Linked DNA regions of Lactuca sativa: region 1 is linked to region 2. Evidence: chromatin contacts called from public Hi-C data. All regions are on one chromosome and are shown on one strand. The core of a region is the stretch at or near the end of the contact, and the rest is flanking DNA. Distances in the headings are between cores, read along the strand shown. Region 1 holds the start of LOC111888894 (membrane-anchored ubiquitin-fold protein 4). Region 2 holds the start of LOC111888909.

Evidence for each region. Hi-C and Micro-C count contacts between places; a contact is called where the count stands out from the background.
Region 1: a contact with region 2 is called in a Hi-C map of leaf, with 5 times the contacts expected there. The contact joins the promoter of LOC111888894 here to the promoter of LOC111888909 in region 2. A contact is called at or near these places in 2 of 4 Hi-C or Micro-C datasets (both in leaf).

What each region holds. Positions count from the first base shown.
Region 1 is chr2:188,317,480-188,320,179 of Lsat_Salinas_v11, reverse strand. It overlaps LOC111888894 (membrane-anchored ubiquitin-fold protein 4), which reads left to right and starts at 1,341. Exons shown (of 4, transcript XM_023885030.3): 1 at 1,341-1,540; 2 at 1,639-1,853; 3 at 2,453-2,623. The coding sequence starts at 1,724.
Region 2 is chr2:188,184,758-188,187,457 of Lsat_Salinas_v11, reverse strand. It overlaps LOC111888909, which reads left to right and starts at 1,333. Exons shown (of 4, transcript XM_023885048.3): 1 at 1,333-1,496; 2 at 1,590-1,786; 3 at 1,902-2,131; 4 at 2,245-2,642. The coding sequence starts at 1,411. The coding sequence ends at 2,523.

The sequences.
Region 1 (2,700 bases), core at 92-2,591, 130 kb before region 2:
ATATTATTTTTATATAATATTATAAATATACTAATATACATCAAATATTATATATCTTTTTTTGACAATTGTATAATTAAATAATTCTATATATTATTATATAAATAGATTTCTTGTCTTCCGTTATTTCCACAGGTTATGATATCAATACCAATTAAAAGGGTGACAAGAGTCACATTTGATGGTGTGATTGATCCATAATTGCTCTCCATTGGGGACAAAGTAATTAACGATACAACCAGATGCGTTAAAATGATCGAGTCGAGTCAGATCAAAATTGTCGATCAATAAAAGTGGTCTACTTTCTGAGACAATAAAATAGAAAAAGTTCCAAATACTATAAATACCATAAGAAAAAAATTATTACACACTACAATTACTATTTTATAAATTCAAAAAAATCACATAATATTTACCACCTCCAGAATCCTGTTAGCCATATTCGACTCGCCCGACTTAGGATCATTCAACCTTAGCCCTAGAGAAGATTGGCGTAAGAACAAGTTTCTCAAATGGAAATTTCCGGCCAAGAAAATTGTTCATGTAGATTTGTTATTTGCATATGCTTTAAATTTATAATAGATTCCGGCAAGCAAACCACTAATTTAAGGCGAGCAAAATGTAAAATACTAATTTCAGACAAGAAAAATGTAAAATTTATGATAAGCAAACCACTTAAGATCGTCACATGCGATAAAAAGTGGGTTTATTTTTTTTTTCATAAAAGAATGTGGGTCCAGACTCCAAATGAAATCCCCTTTTAGGCTTTTACCATGTTTTGTATTTTGGTACAAAAATACTTATTAATACTAATAATACCTTTTCAAACCACGCCCTTTTGGTACAAAAATACGCCACGCCACCGAAATCTCACTTTCCCACCGCTCATTTCTTTTATATACATTTTGTAAATTATTATGTATATAAATATTTATAATTAATTAAATAATCAAATGTAGTAAAATGATTTTACAGAAAAGAAAAAACATAGGTTGTATGAGTTTATAATTTAAATATTTGGCATATTCTAATTATATAAAAATCAATAAATACTTTTGTATAAACATATGAAATAAGAATGAAAGCCTTTTAAAGATAATGTTAAGAAAGAAACAAATTCGAAATAATCATTTGTTCATATTAAAATTTGTAGTTAAACTAATAATTCAATGCTTAAACCAAAAATAAGATATACTTTTTTAATTATTAATAATAGTGTCGTAATAAATATAAATAGTTATTAATAAAATTAAAAGAAAGTGGGTAGATGATGTTAAATTTGGTTTTATAAAAAACAAATCACCGTATTCAAACTGACTTGCTGACCAGACCAGTACAATAAAAAGCACAGCGAAAGTTGAAAGGAAAAGAAATGGGGTTTCGCATTCATTAACAGTGCGCCTCGAGATCGGGTCTAGGGTTCCTCATCTTCTTCAATTTCCACCTCCCTTCATCGTCCATACTTCATACCATTTACTCATCTCCGGCAATTCACAGTTCACATACAGCTGCTGATCGATTCTTTCACTACAATTCAAAGGTGATTTTAAACCAATGATCCACGGCTTTAGTTTTCATCATCTTCTTTTGATTCCTGGTTGTTGATATTAATAATTGTTGTGGTATGACTTTGTGCAGGTTTTTGATAACATATATTAGTGATTTGTGGAAAAGGTGTGATCCTAGGGCTTCATATAAGGTGTGATATCGTAGGCTGTTCCAAATGCCGGAGGAAGATGTTTTAGAGCTCAAGTTTCGGTTGCTTGATGGATCGGATATTGGTCCATTTCGATACTCTCCGGCTTCCACAGTTGCCATGCTCAAGGAGAGAATTGTTGCCGAATGGCCCAAAGGTTAGGCAGATTTCGGTCTCTTTTGTCTGTACATGCTTTTTTTTTTTCTGATATTTTTACTGCTCTATAGATTACGCCTTTCGATTTTGAGATTCATGTATTTTGTAGATTAGTTAGTGTGACTCCATGACGACTGAATTGCCTTTATAAATTCATGTAAATAGCTGTTCTTCAGTCTTTATGTTTTAAGCTAAATGATCTCTGGTTTAAGGAAAAGATGAAAGATGTATGATCCACACAAAGAAAAGAAAGATGAAACATAGAGTACTGTAATCCAACTGTGATGGAGTTTTGAGTTTGTGGTTTTTGCAATTTCCCACCAGATAAACGAAATCGTAGAGAGCTTGAGCTTATATCCCAGTGACATAGCTGGTTAAAGATTAGCCAAAGGGCAAAGGGAAAACTCTTTAGTTTTTGCCTTTTTGGGCATTTCAGATCTCCTTCAACCTTTTCTCCATATGTTATACTCTTGGCCTATGAGAAATACGTTAAATCAAAATGAATGGTGGATGATAAATTGCATCTTTTTTGGACGTATTAATGATTAGGTTATGTTAAGTCATATCTTTCTGAAGATTATGTTTGTTGAATGCGTCCAGATAAGAAAGGCGGACCCAAATCAGCAAATGACATAAAATTAATAAATGCGGGGAAAATTTTGGAAAACAACAAAACTGTTGGGCAGTGCAGAACACCTTTTGGGGAGCTTCCAAAAGGGGTAATTACAATGCATGCTGTTGTACAGATGTCTTTAACCAAAGCAAAAACAGGTAACTCCTCTTTCCTCATCAATATGTTAACAAATAAGTAGAGTGTATTTTCTGAAATGAATAGGTTTTTATGATTC
Region 2 (2,700 bases), core at 84-2,583:
TTTTAATAAAAGGATTAGCGGGTATAAGTTGTTAACAGATAAACAAATCAAAAACTACGCTCCAAACAAATATAATTTGTACGGGTTTGGATCTGATCAACGTCAAAACTCACTCTATTATCTATTTTAAAACCTATTTTAAAAAAGACATGGACCAATCACATAAATCTATCTAATATAAATAATAATAAAAAACAAAACTAATAAAAACAAATAAAAAAATAAAACATAAAAAAAATCATAAAAATGCAACTAACAATAAAAAAAATAGATACCCACTCTTTAAAAATCAGTGTTCTAAAAGGCGCGCTATGGCGTGAGGCGTGGCTTCGACGTTACAAAAAACTTCATAACGTTGCTGTTAGGCGTGGCGCGTGGTAAGGCGTGATATGGCGTGCCATGGCGAGTTATGGCGTGTTATGGCCCGTGTTTTTTCGTTTGAGACACAATTTTTTGCTCTTTATTATGTCTTTTCAAATCGGAGATACAAGTATTATGATTTTTGTTAACTTTTTGTTATTAGTTATTGATCTAACACTTCTAAAAAGTAGTTATATTTAATATAAATTTATATTTATGTGGTAATATAATTTTAAATTAATACAAAATCGTCGCCTTACATCACGCCTTGAAAAACGTTGTGGCTCGTCGTGGCTCGTTAAGCTTGAGGCTTGGCTTTGCCGCCACGCCACACCTCACGCCATTTAGAACCTTGTTAAAAATCCGTGATTTTCGTGCACCTTATTGAATTAATGATGCTAAGAACATGTAGGAGGGGCTATAGCAAATGTCAGCGTGTGTGTTCTCTATTTTTTAAAATTCTTTTATCGAGTGTGGACAAACGTTTGGTAGTTATAGTCACAGACTAAGTTGTGGCCCTAAGCCCGAAAAAATATTGATGGGCTTTCGTGTTTTTGCAGAATAGTTTTATCTGACCAAAGTAGGAATTTGATATTTTAATACAAATTCCTTCACCAATTTAAAGGTGTCAAACCCTAACAATCAAAGTCATAAAATAAAAACAGTCAATATAAATAATAAAATAAATCACCAAGTTGAACAAATCACTTTTGTTCACTAATCACTGATAACATGTGATGAGATTCTTGATTCTATTGCTTATTTTAGCAGCGATCGACGAAGTTGACACATAGACAATTTCATTTAGGGGCTGCAAAGGCTAACATGTCAAATGAGAGGACTGATATTGCAAATTAATCAATAGTCTACGGACCATATCATGTAATAATGTAATTTGGTTGGTCTTCGTGTTTTCCATACGGAGGGGTCAAGAGTCAAAACTGACGGCAATTCGTTAAGAACCTACCTCAGTCAACACTATTAATTCCAAACTTCCTCTTCGTTTTCCTTTGCGATCTAATTGATCGTTGGCTTCATTTTCATCCTTCAATGGCTGCAAAGAAGGTTTTACTCACCGTCAACGGTGATGCGGTTTCACGAAACATCGCTTATCATTTAGCAAAACGCGGATGCAGGTATGTTTGCGCCTAAAATTTCGATACGTGTGATGGATTTCACCTCTGAAATCTGAATTGAACTAATTCAGATGTATTTATTTCTTTGTTTAGGTTGGTGTTAGTGGGAGACGAAAAGGTCCTCAAGGGGGTTTCGGATTGGATCACCAACGATCTGAAGGAAGTTACAATTGAAATCGTTGGATTAGATATGGAATCGGAGAGAGAATCGGTATTTGATGAAGCCGTGGAGAAAACCTGGACTATTTTGGGGAAAGTGGATGCTCTTGTTAATTGCTATACTTATGAAGGTAAATCAACTGCCAAATTTCCATATCTCGTTTCAGCGCTCTATGTAGCAAATTGATTCATGGCATGATGATTACAATCGAGATTATTAAATCACTCGGTTTCTGGTAAAAACAGGAAAGATGCAAGATCCACTTCAATTGTCTGAAGCTGAGTTCAAAAAGACTGTTAGAGTAAACTTCATGGCCCCTTGGTATCTGATGAAAGCTGTTGCGAAAAGAATGAGGGATAACAAATCAGGAGGATCGATCGTATTCATGACCTCGATAATTGGTGGTGAGAGAGGAATATATCCAGGTGCAGCTGCATATGGTGCTTGTTTGGGTGGAATTCATCAGTTAGTCAGAGTAAGTAACTTTGATCTTTGTTTCCCTTTCAATCCGTTTCATAAATGATATAAAGAAGTAAAATTATGTGCTAAAATCCTAATAGCAACTTTGATTTGTTTCGGTGTGATCAGACATCAGCTATGGAGGTCGGGAAGCACCAGATTAGGGTTAATGCAATTGCTCGTGGATTGCATTTAGATGATGAGTTTCCAGTATCAGTGGGAAAAGACAGGGCAGAAAAACTGGTGAAGGATGCAAACCCATTGAACAGGTGGCTAGACCCGAAGAATGACCTGGCATCAACCGTGATCTACCTGGTAAGTGATGACTCACGCTACATGACTGGGACAACGATATACGTTGATGGTGCACAGTCAGTTGTAAGGCCACGTATGCGTGCTTACATGTGAGATTTGTGACATTCTTGTTATAAGTATTGGGATTAATCTATGGTTAAAGTGTTCTATGAATAAACGATGTACGTCTTTGTGGGCTTACATGAAACGTTGAATGATTCTTTTTTCCTTAATGGTCAAGAACTACACACTAATAAAAGATGATGTATAGCATAAACATCAGAAGTAAAC